2 separate regions of the Anas platyrhynchos genome follow, and region 2 is linked to region 1. Evidence: chromatin contacts called from public Hi-C data. All regions are on one chromosome and are shown on one strand. Each heading gives the region's core, a stretch centred on a gene start, on an enhancer-like site or on the middle of the called end of the contact. The rest is flanking DNA. Distances are from core to core; before and after follow the strand shown.

What was found. A called contact is a pair of places that touch in the nucleus more often than the background predicts.
Region 2: a Hi-C map of small yellow follicle shows a contact between it and region 1, with 3 times the contacts expected there. The contact joins two enhancer-like sites. A contact is called at or near these places in 3 of 8 Hi-C or Micro-C datasets (F5 follicle, liver and small yellow follicle).

What each region holds. Positions count from the first base shown.
Region 1 is chr2:151,305,516-151,313,372 of IASCAAS_PekinDuck_T2T, forward strand. INSIG1 (insulin induced gene 1) reads right to left here. Exons shown (of 6, transcript XM_005026017.6): 6 at 4,607-6,869. The coding sequence ends at 6,840. Among named protein-coding and RNA genes, the nearest start is that of INSIG1, 9.1 kb to the right of the region's middle. Within about 2 kb of position 3,111, at least 2 of the 8 cell types and tissues checked have an H3K27ac peak or open chromatin away from gene starts, as enhancers often do.
Region 2 is chr2:151,357,012-151,364,868 of IASCAAS_PekinDuck_T2T, forward strand. No RefSeq gene overlaps it. Among named protein-coding and RNA genes, the nearest start is that of INSIG1, 42 kb to the left of the region's middle. Within about 2 kb of position 2,845, at least 1 of the 8 cell types and tissues checked has an H3K27ac peak or open chromatin away from gene starts, as enhancers often do.

The DNA of each region.
Region 1 (7,857 bases), core at 1,861-4,360:
AAAGACTGAAAGAAAAGGCAAGATAATCAAAGAGCAAGAAGTCCAAATGGAGGAAAGGTGGGAGAATCATTCCTCGGAGGTGTGTGCAGGGAAACGTGTTGGGAGAAACCTGCCCATGTCTTCAGCTCCCCGTACCCAGCAAAAATGCACAAAGCAGGCAGCAGAAGGGCTGATGTTCTCCAAGCCCACCACATGGCCATGGCCAAGATAGCCCCAAACAAACAGAGGGGGCAGCAAAATGAATCCTGGCCGACACTCATCAGCACCAAGACCCGGGTGCCACCGAACCACCTTGTTTCGATTGTAGCTCTAGCACTCGGCTGCTCACACCAGCTTCTCCTCAGCCTGGACCAAGTCCTGGGGAGGCGGGTGCACATTTTGCAGGCCCACATCGCTGTCCAGGAGAGGTGCAGAAGATGAAGAGCACGTCTCAGCCCCTGCAGGTCGGGGCCCTGCATTGTTACTGCAGCGCTGGGGCGAGGGAGCAGGGAGGAACAGGCAGCGACTGTGCTGACGGCGGGCTGGGAATAGCCTCACTTCTCATTCTCTCAGACAAGCAATTAGAGCCATCTCCCCAAGCAGTTCCCACCCAGCAAGGAGTTCCAAAATATGAAAATTCTTTCCTTTCATATTATTTTCCAGATGTTCAGTCTTCGCTTCCCTTTATTAATGCTTCTTTTGCCAGGGTGACTCATTTAACAATTAGCTTAGGCATAGGGTGTAGCATCTGTTACAGATATTACCTGTGCCTCCAAGGCAAAGCTTCTTACCTTCATTTTTTACTCGTCTCTCCATTCCTTCTAGGTCTTTAATAACTTTGTAAAAATATCTTCAAATTAACGGCAAACTCTGATTCCTCAACCAGGTCAACAGATGGCTCATTTGGACCTGCCCTCAATTAAGCAGGTGGAACATGCCCAAGGAGCAGGCAGGCAAATGCAGCTGTTCTCTCCCCAAATCCCACTGCCGATATGATGGGATTCACTCGCCGGCCCCTGTGTGGGGCTGGTTGTTCTAGCAACCTCGTAACTTTGCATTTAGACTTCCCTCTCCTGACTCCTTCCCACGACTGCTGGTGGTGGGGGTGATGACGCTATATAGGATATCTGCGTGCTGTTGGCTTCGGGGTCTACTTCCAACATTTAATTGTTGGGCACGATCCTGAAGCGCTGGTATTTCTCTTCTTAAGTGCTCGTCGATATCTTTGGCTTGTGCATTAGTGGGTAGTGATGCTGGGATTCAAAGCTGAAGACTTGTGCCACCCAAAATGTCCCACGTCCTCTGCGTGGCCTTCAGCTGCCGCTCTCGGAGGCTGTGGGTCTCCTGTGCCAAACCTCTCAGCCCCGTGGGTTTGCCTTCCATAACCTAGGGCGTCAAAACTCTTGGCAGATGCCCGTGTTTCACAACCGGGGCCTGACGAGAGAATTATTAGTCTCCGGGTTGTTTCTTTAAGTACGTATTGAGTAAGAACTAATTTGTACCATGGTAAGACTTTCACCCCAGCAGCTCTGCAGGGTGTTTGAGTAAAGACAAAGTAAAAACTAAGCAAAGACCCTAGGATCTGTCCTGTTGATAGCAAGGGCTTTCTGCATGTAAGAAGAAGAAATCTGGTAAAAATCTGAGCTCTTTTCCTGATGTTTTTATTCACTCTTTCTCAACCCGTTCTGACACAGCCTTCAGCAAGATGTTTGAAGGTGACCTACAGGAGCTTTGGTAGGACGATTGCTCAGTGGCTTTAAACATGACCGAGGCTGCCAGTAGGGGACATGCAGCCCTTAGACCTGACCTCCCTGCTCTCCCCCTAAGGTTGCTGCTGCCTCTGCGAGCACAGCTCCGTAAAGAAAAGGAAAAAATATATATTTTTCTGGAAAAAAATATATTTTTCCAGAAAGGAAAAATATTTAAAAGCAGAGCTTGCAAAGAAGTTCACTGCTGCACAGCTCAGCATGGAAACGGATGCGCTCTGCTTGCCCCAACAAGATCTCCGTTGCACAAGTCAGCCCTTGAAGTTTTATTTGGGAGCTGTTTTCCTAATGCTGGGCAAGGCAGCAGGGGGTGTTTCTGGTGATGCTTCCCTAGCTCAGGAGGAATTCTGCCTCATGTCTCTGTTGGCTTCACTGGGATTTCTGGGCAGCTTATCATAATAAAATAATAATAATAATAATAATAATAATAATAATAATAATAATAATAATAATAATAGCCTTGCCCTCACAAAAGCAGTGACTTCTCAGTGATCTCACTGCCTCCTGCTCCCAAATGACCTCTGATGTTAACATAACATCTCCTTTGTGTCCAGGTCCAAGGTTTAAGAACTCCACCTGTCCCCAGAGGGATCACGAGCCCCTTGCTCAATCACACACATGCCACAACCCCTTGGTGACGGCAGGAGGGGCTGTAGGTACTGCTGGGCATGTCCCCAGCTGGCTGAGGGCCTTTCTGTATGGCAGGAGTCAGTCTCCTCCAAGCTGTGGTGGTCCCAAGACACCCGATCTGAGGCTTTCTCATGTCTCTTGGGTACACTGCAATTCAAAACACCAGTGCTCTTGTCCTGAAGAACCCAAGGCTAAAACCACTCAGGACTAATAAATCTGACCCCTGTGAAGTCACCTATGAGCTACTCTGAAGCTATGAGCTGCTCAGCTGCTTTTGATGAATCAGAAAACAACACCGGTGCAAAGAACCCCCTGGACCACGTGCTGTAGGAGTCAGGGAGCTTGGAGCTCCCCTTCCCAGCACCAAGCCCAGGAGAAGCAGGGCAGCCGTGTTTGATTTCCATGTAAAAATGCTGATCTGCTGTCATTACTACAGGATATGTAACAAGTTGGTGGAATTTCTGCAGCACTTGCCTGCTATTTAATGTAACCGGGCTCTGAAACCACCTAGACATGACTTACCATAGGAGAGAAAACATGATTTACAGCTGGGGGAACCTCACTGAGCTGAACTCATAAGCTCTGACCCTTTAGGACTCCTTGAGCAGCGATGCTTTATTTACAGAAATTATCACACGTCCTTTGAATTCTGTCTTTGAGGGTTAACCAGCAGCACGATTACAACCTACCGCCTTCCTTATCACGCAGCTGTGCAATAAAACTGCTCTCCTCACCCCGCTGTTATTAAGCTGTCATCACAACCCGCATTTGTAGCCTGCGAAGACAGAAAAATGTCATTGCACAACAGGATTTAAAAGCTAAAAGCAGGGAAAGGATGACAACGTGAGGCGGGGCAACTCACGTGGTGCTTTGTTACCCAAGGAAATCACCATTATTTTTAGGATGCTGTCCTGGCCCCTTCGCTGGAGGGACCTCTCCAGCTGTGTCCCCTCGAGACAGACACCCCTCAAAAGCTTCCGAGGTAGAACCCTTAATGATTTTTTCCATAGAAGTATGCTTTGTCCAATTAGTCCTGCATGTAATGCTTTGTTCTCATGAATTTTGGAGCTCCTCTGCTGTGCAGCAAGGCTACTGAGACTTAATTTCATTATTCACCTCAATATGTTCCTGCTGCATTCAGCGAACAGTCTATGGGCCCTCCTGTGGCTAATTTAGCACCTGCAAATCCCCACGCTTAAAACCAAAGGCTGAATAACCCACAGAATGAGTGTGCAGGAACTAAACACAGGCCAAATCATCACACTTTCTGGCAAGACTGATATATATATATATATTTTTTTTTTCTCCACGTAGAAATTTTGGGCACACTTCCCTGTCTCAAAGAGAGACCCTCAGTCAGATGTCCTAGTTCTCTTTGGCACCAGGCTACATCCCAAATCTTTTTGTGCATGTTTTTTAATTCCTTCTGACAAAGCTCAAGAAGTTTGAGGGGAAAGCAACGCACCTGGAGGATCCAAGCCATGCTCAGACCGGAGATGTTGGCTACTGCTTCAGCAGCTGTGCAGCAGAGTTACGCTGAACAGAAGGCAGGCTGGCTATGCCAAAGCAGTTAGGAACCTCATCATGAAGGCTGCTCAAGCTAAGCCAACAGACTGCAGCGAAGTGGACAAAGATTGATCACAAAACCATTCTACTGCTTCCCCTACAAACACAGCAGCTTCTAGAAGCCCCAAACAAGCACTTGGGTAAAGTAAAATCAAAATCTTTGTTTAAGTTATCAAGATGTTATCTTTCCTAAATCAGATGGTGCAAGCCTCAGCAGCACTTAGCCTTACCAGCCGTGCTTACTCCTCCTTGCTGTGTGCGCTGTAAGATGCTTTGGCATTTAGTGATACATCTCTGCAGACAACCAAGCTGCAAGACGTAGCATGTTTACCCCGCACCCTCCGTATTTTATTTCAGATTATGAACTTGAGTATCTTGGAAGACAATGGTAATAGCATTCTGTACCCTAATTCACCTGGCAGTAACACACGCTTATGTCACTTGGCAAAATAGCAAAACTGTTTCTCTTAAACCCTATAATTCACGCTGGAAAACCTTCTAAAAGTTAAATCTTATAAATTCAGTTTAGGATTATTATTTTCTTTTTTTTTTTTTTTTAATACCACTGAGTATGCATGACTGACTGTTAGTTATGCAACCATAACAACTGTCCTTTTCAAGAAAGATTCCTGCATAATGTGAATACAGAGAACCCATGGCAAACGTGACTTGATCGTAGAACTTTAATAGTAAAAAAAGTGTAAAACCAAACACACCAATGAAAACTTATCAGTAAGAATGAGAATTTAAGTGTTCAAATTCAGCATAGTGCAAATTTTCTTCACTCCCCTCCCACCTCTTCCAAACTTAAATCACTTTGGTTCAGGTACCTCTAAGTATTGGCAAAAAATGAACTTTTGACTTACATTTTTTGGCTGCGTTATTTTTAACACATACAGATCTAGCTTCAGGCTTTACAAATAAATCTTAAATACTTTATCAATCAAATATACGTAGAGATCAGTCATCTTATATCCAGTTTTATGAAGTTTTGGAAATAGTTTTAAGATGGTTTCAAAACTGTCTCTCCAGCAGGTAGCACACTTAAAGTATCTGAGCTGATCCAGTCCTGATCTGAAGACTTATATGATTATATTTTTAGGTTTTAAGCAGTTGAGAAAAGGATTTTATGCCAGTGAAATTACTCAATTCACACCAAAGCAAGATTAGAATTGGGGGCTGTTTTGTAATACCGTCTTTGTGCTAATCTCTTCCTCCAAAACAGAAGCACAAGCAGCAGTTAGAGCATTCCCGTAGAAGAGTGAAAACAGCCAGGATGCTGCTACCTTGCCTCAACATCTTTTTTTGACGGGTCAGTCTTTAACAGATGCCTCTAATTACATCAGAAGCCATGTAAGAGTGGAAACAAACACACACGAAAAATGTAGAATACAAAAAGGCAAATGCATAAAAGTTTACAAGTACACCATAACCACAAAATTGGAGTATTTCTAAAAATCTGGGTTTGATGAAAGATACAACAAAACTAGCTTTACTATTACTAGTTAAATAAATTATTGCTCCATTTGACTCCATGCAGCATTGAAATGAACTCAGAACCTTCTTCTCTTTAATCTGTCATAAGAAATGATCGCTATGTAAGAGAATACAAGGCTCAGATTTTTACTGTACATTGCACTTCAATTTTAAGACCTAATACTTGCTATTTAGGTCTACTGTGGTCTAAGCTATCAAACGAATACATTGTGCTCACAGAACTATGTATTAAGAAACACCAAATGTTTAATGTAGTGACATAAGCACTTTTTTCTTTCCTTTTTTTACACATGGCAATCACAGATTGCAAGTTCTATAGGGTTGTGATAAAAACAAGTAGTGATCTCTTTCATAAACTGAATTAAGGAAACAAGCTGTTCAAAATTCTTCACATGCAGTTTAAGTCACATTTTAGGCTTGCTTCTGTTTCCAATGTTTTTAGTCAAAACCCTCACTCAAACAGATGCAAGATCAAAAACAGCTGTAAGGAGGAAACTACAGATCTTCTGAGGAGTTGGGACCACATCCTCACTAACCACAAGCACCTGCAATGCAGGTATCTTCAGTGACACCACACATTTAAGACACCTGAAGGCAGCTTTGGTGAGACACTGAAGCACATGCATACTTTTAAGCAGAACACTTACAAACACTTTCCTACTGAATTGGGCCAGAACGAGATTTGCTCAAGCTAGAGTTTCTTGATAAAGTTCATGTTGGAACAAGATTGTCTCCAGCATTCACCTACTGTACTGAAGTAATTTAGAAATTTCCCAGCCAGGTGACTTCAAGCCTTTTGTCCCTCAAACCCCCTCCACTGCTAAAGTCAAACTTAATGCAGCATTACAGGTAAGGGCATGATTCCTTCATAAGACTCCTAAAAGCGTTAGTGCAATGCCTTTAATCTGTTTTGATCACTCTTATTTTTAAATAACCCTATACTTTTTTTTAAAAGATTTGGATAAATACTATTCCTATTAAACCATACTTCATCATTGTTAAGCACCATCGATCTACTTCCTTTGGGCACTGATACAGGCGCTTGTAATTAAATTTCTGTTTCAAGGCTTTAAGATGTGGCAGCTGCTTCAATAACTTACACTGGAATCTAATACTTGGAAAACTGCCACTTAGCCTGAATGCTTGTATTCAACTTGGTGTTAAACTCTTCGAGAGAACAGCCATATGCAAATGCTTATGCAGTAAATCAGGGTAAGATTTCAAGATAAGCAGTTAATTTCACTTGGCTATTCTAAGAGTGGATTAATTTTTTTTCCACAAGTCATTTGTGCAGTGAGCCCATAGAGAGATTATTTTCTCTAAATAATCTTCAATTTAAAACAGGAACACATCTTCTCAATGTTGCTTTCACGCTGGCACCATGCTCTCTCCTCCAAGGATTTAGTCATTGTGTGGTTTCTCTGGAATACCCTATGGATTAAAAGAACAACAGAAAGTATATTTTAGTACCATGTAAGAAGTTACATGTTATGCAATATTTTCAATAACTAAAGTTAGTTGACTATTTAGTCAAATTGACAGTGACCTAGCAGACACAGCTTCTTGTAAAATCCCAGCAAGGATGTACTCCTTAACTGTGGACAGAAGTGTCACCATAGTTTTGTGCTGCCTCAATTTGTTCATTTGATGAAAAGAATTAGGCTTGGTAGACAGGTTAAGACTTTTTCAGCCTTCCTATCTCAGGATATTTATTTGCAGGCGCTGCACAGCACTCACTTAATGGACATTTGTTTCATTTTTAATGTTTCATTTTCAAGCTGACTTCAAGCAAAAGTTACTGGATTTTCCCTGCAAAGCCTAGTATCAGATAGACTTGCTCATTTCCTCCTAAGCTCCTTTTCTAGTGTGATACCCTCGTACATCAATTTAAAAAGGCATTTAAACAACTTATTTAAAATAGAGCTTGTAAGTTCTCCTTCATTCTCTTGAGAAAATACAGAAGTCCAAGTATTGAACATGTGCACAGTTCCACAGCCCCCAAGCAGTAGCAAACAAATATTTGTGAGGTGGGTGTTCTTGAGACAACCCTAGTTTGCCAGATGCTGAGAATGATGGTTACAACTCAAGATGATGTATTGCCCTCCATCTAATCCAGCTGATGAGTAATGGAGGAGCAGCTTTAGGTATCAACATGCAGCAAGAGCTGCAGCAGCACCTTCACCTTCTCTTCAGAAATCAAACTATGAAATGTTGGGTTTCATCAAGCTGAGAGGAAAAAAGTTACTGATATACTTTATTTAAAAAAAATTCTACCTTTCTCTTCCCCCATACACTTAGTCCTAAGGGAAAAAAAGCACATGCAGATTGCATGTACTGCTGGGATTTGAAGTGGAAGTAATGAACTTATACTTTAAAGAACATCAGGGAAAAAAAAAAATGAAGTTTTAAGACATTGACT
Region 2 (7,857 bases), core at 1,595-4,094, 51 kb after region 1:
TGTTCATCTCGATCAGCCGTCCCCCCTCGCCAAGCTGCCTCATCATTAAATTTTGTCTTCAGACCTTTCTGCCTTTGATTTGAGGTTATAACTTGGTATTAGGCAAGGATTTGGAGCTGCAGAGCCAGAAATATCGAATCTTCTTATGAAAAGTGACAAATAGTGGTGGTCACTTACAGCAAAATCCTGTCTTTTTTTTTTTTTTCCTTTCCCAGCTGCATTTTGGGTTGGTCTTAATGCCCTCTTCAAGCCCAAACTCAATAGACCCTAGTCCTGAAAATGTCAGTGCTCGGTGTCTGCCCTCCACGATAACCACAATCTGTGTGTGGCTCCGAGGTCAGATCTCCTGCGGGGTGGCTGCAACCCCATAAATCCTTCTTTGCCCTCCAGGGAGGGACTCGGCATCCCAAAGGAAACACCCACGATGAGGTGTCACCACGTAGGCATCTCCACGTGACGTGGGAGTCTGGGCTGCAGTTCCCATCAGTGGAACACGTCAGCAGAGCAGTGTAGGTGTTTGCTTGCTTTGTGGGGGACTGAAAGGCTCTCCAGAGACCACTGACTCGAGGCAGTACTGGCACATAAACTTGGGCTTCTTCACCTGGAGTCTGAGCCTACCCCAGTTCTGTAAAGCTTCTTGTTTCTTCTTGATGCCCACAGAGAGATGTAGTCAGGCCAGAGGGGGATTCTCAGAGCATCTCACCTTAGCCTGGCTGAAAAGGGGTTAGGATGGACGCCTCCAAGAGCTGGATGCATGATTTTGCTGGGAGCACCATGGTGGGGCAGCAGGGCAAGGATGGCATGTGTGGTTGACCAGGCTGAGGATGAATTTTGGTGGAGCCAAAACATGAGCAGATATACCCAAGGAGAATTTGCAGAATGGCTTTCTGGTGTTTAAGGACATCCTTTTCTCTGGAATGATATTCAAGGACAGCTGGCTGCAGTCACCAGCTTCTTGCCAAGCCTGCAATGGGAGGCAGGCAAACAGCACCGCTCCTGGGCTGCTTCGGCCACGGCTCCTCATCCTCATTTCCCTGCTACACAAAGCAGCAGTGCTCTTGTAGACTTCAAAATGTGGTGAACCACACTGGTGGAGTATACTTTTATTTTAAAGCAGCCAAGAAGTTTTATCCTTGTGGACCATTCTGCTGGCAGACCACTGCAGTATTTAGGTGGCTTCAACACAGTTTTTTTTTCTCTTATTATTATTATTATTATTATTATTATTATTATTATTATTATTATTATTATTATTTATTTTATTTTATTTTATTTTATTTTATTTTATTTTATTTTATTTTATTTTATTTTATTTTATTTTATTTTGTTATTGTTCCGAACTAGGCATGTTCAGAGCTCTGGCTTTGGCTGACAGCACTGCGGAACTGCTCCATCAGCTGCTTGTGCAATTTTGCTGAGGTTAACAACGTGACGGCTTAAATTGAAAGGGCTGTTCCCAGCTGAAACCTTCCAGATCTGGAAATCTCTGGGAATTATTGCTTAGTGAGATCTGTGGAGGACCATGTTATTATCAGCCTGCCATTTATTTTAAGCAATACCTTACATTTCCAAGAAAAGTGTTGTCCACGTATGCCAGCAGTGTGGCTCTAAAGTGATGCTGAGCCTCCAAAACAAGTGACCTGACACTTCCTGGACTTCTTTAAAGAGCCAGAAAAGCCAGACGTGGCAGCAGATGGAGACAAAAACAAGCTTTTTGTGGTGAGCTGTGACACAGCTACAGCAGCCGAGCTGACCATGGACTGGCTCCCGTCTCATCATGAATTGCTCCTTGTGTTTTTTCTTCATTAATACATTTCATAATCCCTTTGATTTGTTTAAAAGTCTTGTATCAGGACTGCACTCTCATGCCTCCCGGATTCAATGTCCAGTGTTTTGGATCTTTCCCAGATTGTGGAAACCCCTCCCGGATCCAACACACGAGACTCAGGCTGAGACCAAGCAAAACCTTGTTTTTCCTCCAGATCCACAGACCCAGCTATGGCATTGGGGCTAGAAGGAGATGGGTTGTCACGTCCGTGACTCCTTCTGGGGCTAGAGAGGAGATTAGCCTATAATGAGGCTGTGATTTGATGAACTAATACCATGGTTAAATAAATCTATCATGAGTTGCTTTGGCTGATGAAGTTATCTTGCGAGAAGATTAACTGCTGATTAGGTTTTGTTGGGGCCTGGAAAGAGCGTGATTTGTAGCAAGCGTTTTAAAAACACGGTGCAAGGAATTAATTCTCTGTTCTCACCCTTCCATTCTATTCTAACCCCTCATTCTCTATTCTTTGCTTTGAACCCTCTCCTAATTACTCTGCACAGTGAATTGATTAGCAGGCCAACACTTTTATTTTCATGCACGTGAAGGGTGGCATTGGGATGGTTCTCTCGATGTGCAGAAGACATCTGTACCTGTGCAGGGTGTGTGCAGAAGGCTTCTGGGTGTCTTCTATCTGTCAGGCATGGCCAGGTGCAGTAGGGAAAAAATAATAATAATAAAAAAAAAAATGGCCAAAATGTGAAAAAGTGACGGGCACAAGTATCCAGCAGCTCTCTGACTGAGCTCACTTGCACAAAGAAAGCAAGAATTCGTGGTGGTTGGCTGCAAGCAAGAAGCCCCCCTCTGGCCTTGCATGGAAGGAGATCTTACAGAGGGATGGAGCTGTGAGTGTGGCACACCCATGGCACAAGCAGCAGCCTTTTAAAATCAGAAAGTCAGGTTTGGGAGGCAGCAGGGGCTGCGTTTGGGAAAGCAGAGGCCAGCTGCAATGCTGAAATCTGATGCAAAAGCTAATACATCTCTAACTGTCTCCACCTCTGGCACAAACCCTCCTAACCCCACACCCTCCTCTGCTGTTTCCCTGCCCAGACCAAGGGCAGCAAAGCTTGGTGGCACCTCTCCAGCAGGCTCAGCCTGGCTGCATCCCCACAGGATGAATACCCAGGGCTGCATAAAAGCAAGGGCTGGTCTGTGAGGCGAGCTGTGCCCTTTTACCAAGTGACAAATGGTGGCTGTCACCGTCTCCATCGACAGCAGCCCCCGGTGGCTGTGGGACACATGCGGCTCTGTAAATCTGATCGTGTTTGCACTCGCAGTGTTTTATGAGCCTCATCAGGTTGCACTGCAAATATTTCTGCAGCTGCTGCTCCCCGAGGAGTGATGAGGCGGAGGGGCCACGAGCACCCAGCAAACACCAGCCGCAAAAAAAAAATAAATCAGTTCACGTGCATGCTCCAAGAAGGGGCCAGAAATTACAAGTGCACCATGAATTAGACAAAGAAGCTTGAAGGCTTTGGTAAGAAACTTCAACCACCAGAGTGTCATGCAAGTTAGAATAGATGTAGGGGGTTTACTAGCTAATGTATGTACCCTTTCTCTTCCAAAAATAGTACTTCGTTTCAGAAAGGAAACTGACTATCTGCTAGAAGATTTTGTCTGAGCTCCTTCCCTACGTGCTTGTTGTTCCTGAAACGTGGAGCTCGTGTCACCTGTTGCACAGGTGTGGTTATCCTGCTATGACACACTGGACTCACACTGCAATTAGTCTTTGCATGACCATGTCTCATTTGGGTGTGACAGCAAGGTTTATGGTGCGGGAAGAGCCTGGCACGGACACCTCTGCTGTCCTCCTGGACCAACCCCAAGGCACCAGCAGTGGCAGAGCCACCCCAGCTCTGTCCCACACGTTTTGGTAGTCTCCTCTCCTGGCACACACAGGGACAAAACCAAGATTAACCTTCAGAGCACATCCCATTTTGGCCATCATGAGGAGCAGAGGGCAGCTCCAAGCCTAATATATCAATTCTGATTTTTGTTTGGTTCAAAGCATAAAAGCACAGCAACAATAGTTTTCCGAGTGGCAAAGCCCCAGCTGGTATCTGAAGCCTAATGGATGTGATTCAGATGTAGACATTTCTCCACAGAGACCGACCAAATCCTCTTTCAGTCATGTAATAAAAGCAGACAAGTGGTATTGCTTGCTAAGAACATGAACCAGGGCCACGGTGTTAAACTGGGAGGAGATCAAGGAGATCCTGAGGACATGATGCAGCATCCATACAGGCTATACTGCATGATGTAGTAATCACATCAAACTGTCTCCCTGATCTGGACCCCAAATATTTTTTGGCAAATAAAGAGGAAAATGCTATGTTACTGATTATCTTTCCTGTTTTCCAGCCAGAGGTGAACACCCACCAGCCATAGGGTAGATCTTGGTCTCCCTCTAGTGATGGGCCTGCCAACAGCAACGACCAGCCCAGCTCCAGCCTCACACCTCTATCCTCTGCTTCCATCCCCTTTTTCATGATGTGGTGGCCAAGGATGGCTCTGGTCCTTGCTGACTGCTGCACCATGCAGGAGCAGGAGACATGGGCTTCTGCCTTTCATTCCTGGAGAGATGTCGAGGAAGAAGCCCACCACTGCAGCCTCATGGCACTCAACACCTCAAGGAAAGACAGACATAACCACGACATCTGCAGAGATGTGTGGTATTTCAGGGAAACAAGGGGACACATCCACACTACCAGTATTCATCCTCTCCAGGAACCTCTGTCGTTGGCCATGGAGGACCTGAAGGTCCTACTGATGGAGGACTTGAAGATCCTACAACAGCTGCTCTGGAGCCTCCTGAGGCAGGAGTCCATGCAGACAGAGCTGACATGGGGCAGTCCAGGAAGCTCAGGGACCCCCAGGAACACTGGCATTGGATAATGAAGTAGCTCAGTGCATGTCTACCTTGTGAAGTCCATAAGGATGCACAAGAAGACTTTTTGGGCTATGTGTTGAAGGCTAGTTTCTTTGGTAACCATGAGCTCGATGTACAAGGGCTACACAGGTTCAGAGACGCCAGCCCTAACATCTCATGAAATATAGAGCAAAGTCTTTCAAGGTTGTCACTCTTCAGTGACATTGTCTCTTGTACTGCTTCTAATTTTCTATTCGGAGCTTCATTGCAGGACGTGATTAAAATTAGGAACTTTCTGAAAGTCATGCTCTTGAGAGGAACGGGCAAGGGGAAGATGCCCTGAGAAATACATCAACACTGCCTGGAGAGATGAGTTGGAAAATAAATGAGTAATGTTATTTAATTGCCTGAGACATATTTTCAGCCTTTTTTCTTTTCTCTGTATATCTTTTAATTTTTAATGCTTTTGTCTAAGGAATTCCCTAGTAGAAAAGTATCTGTAAAGTTGGTAGAAACAACTGGATACCCACTTTAAAATTAGAGCTGACGTGGGTATGATCTTGCACCTAAACAACTTCAAGTCACGAACGCAGGGAGAATGCTGTAAAATTGAAAGGGATTTTACCATTTGGAAAATTCAGGAAATAAATGATGACAGTTTTATGGGCTATGCCTGCTGTGTCCCTGCCACATCACTGACTTACCATGGCAATAACACTGATTTTTCTTTATTGTCTTTTCTTGCAGCGAGACTGCCAAGCAGAGAGGGCATTTGAAAATTAGCAATTTTTTACTTCTCCTAATTTTTGTATACTGAGATTTTGATATGTTCAAGCCTTTGTCATAGCTCTAAAAATGCTCTATTTTTAAATCAGCTCTAGTTGTAGGAGTTGCTAAAGGCACTAATTGCACAAATTCATAAACGCTCAGGGTTGAACTCCACATTAACAAAATTACAATTAGACCAAGTAAGGACAGCACCCAAGACATATTTAAGGAGCTCATATTGCTGGACACTCATCTTTTTCTGACGGCCTTCCATGTTTATTTCACATTTAATTTCTTCTGAAGAGAAGCAGCTCAGAGGGGTATTCCATACCCAGAGTTACTCATCCAGGTGGTTTCCAGTGGGCTGAAATACTGAAGGAGGAAAGCGTGCTGTGAGACAGAGGATGGTGCCTTCATTACCAGCAGGCTGCCTTAGCTGCAGTTATGCCAACAAACTGCTTGAGGGTGCTTTTCACTGCTCCTGGCCTTGACAGAGAAAGCAGGAAAAGAAGTATTGGGTTTCACAACAGGGTCAAGCAGTTCTGTGTCACAATGAAACCAAGGCAAAGCACTTCATGATGAGGCACGTTAAGGTTAGACCAAGTGAAAAGATGGTGAAGAACAAAAATGCCCTCAGGTAGACAGATATAATCCAGCAATCTTCAAAGGCCACAGCTACAGCAACACTGTGGCTGTACACATTGAGACGCGTGATGGATTTGAACATAGGTCATTTGGGTGTTAGCAAAATGCCTGGTGTCCTTGAGATGTGATTTTAAACCTGATAAATTAATTTAACAGCTGTCTTGTTGAAACAGGGAGTATTTCTCCATGCACAGCTTTGGTTTTGCAAAGCTCCACACATGCCCAGCTTCGGTTTTATAGTTAAAGTCACTGTCCTCAAAAATATCTCAACTTTATCTTGATTTGTTCTCTGCCCAAATCTCTGTGACCACGCAAAGGGGACCCAGGCTCATGCCCTCTTCTGGTACAGCCTTCTTGATTGTCAGACCAATCTGGGAATAAAAATTGAGAAGACCCCAAAGAGGACCCCGTGGGTTGATGCTGTGCTAACCTTATGACTCTGAGTATGAGAGCTGATGAGAGAGGTGCTGAATAAAAAACTACTGGTAAAATAATAGTAAGGAATGTGTGACCGCCCTGTCCTTCATCACTGTCGGTACCACAGTATGGAGGTGTAGGGTGAAGGAAAGCCTAGATCCCTTCCCCTGAGCCATGAACCAAGTGGTTTTCATGAGCAGGAACTTGACCTTTTAGGTGCCATTGGCAGCCAACACGATGCTGTTGGGACCTTCTGCCAGGACAAGCTGGCGTGGCTGTGGATGAGCAGCTGAATGAAAGCTGCTTTTGATGCTTGTGTGCTCATCCAGTCACTAATTCACTGCCACGTATGCTCAGCAAACTTTTGAGCTTCTTTTGCTTCCCCAACAGCATGTGAAGCCTTCCCTCACACATTAATTTATTCACATACTTTTTCTCTTTCTCGGTTCATTAGAGGAATTAAAGAGAAAGATGATAACATGACCAGAAGGACCAAACGGGAGGATAAAGCAGCTGATAACCCCATCAGGAGCATATTAGACATATTTCATTAATGGTCAGATAATTAATGGGAAAGATGAGAGAAACAAAATCAGTCCATGTTTGATCAGAAGCTATGATGTTTGCTCTTTGATCCTGATAAAAAAGTAAAGAAAAACAGTTTAAGAAAAGAATGGGTGAATATCCCCCATTAACATGAAATATGAGACCACTGCAATGGCAAAGAAATGAAGCAGAGATGACAAAGATCAAAGGCGTATTCTGTAGGAAAAAATACCGAGTTACATGTATCTTTGCTTTTTCAAAAGTGGGGATTTCATTATTTGCAGGATCCCTTTGAGAAACACATCAGAGAGTCCAGAATTTAGGCGGGGACAGAATGTGGATTTGAAAATAAGAATGCAAGAAGGTGCACCCTGGAATGGTGGTATTTAAAAAGATGGTCAGAAAATTGTTTTTTCTTTTATAGTTGCTTGAAGCTATATCACAAAAATTCAAATACCAAACTTTTCTTTGCCTGCAAACCAAGCAACGAGTAAAAAATCGAGTAAAGCTCATCAGCAGAGAGGCAGTTTAGGGCCTCTCCTTCTAAGCATCTTCCAAGCATCTCCTGCAGAGGGATGAGGGTTCCGTGGGGAGCAGGCTGAGCACTGTGGCTGATCTGAACTTGTCCCAAAAGCTCATTGTATTCATTCCTATTGAAGAAAATAAAAGAATTGTGAAGACTTTGCACACCTGGGCATGGCCAGCCCTTGCAGACACACACATTGAGAGCCACTCTGGCTTCCAGGCTGGGGCTGGACCACGGGCACTAAGCCTGGAGATGCGCAGC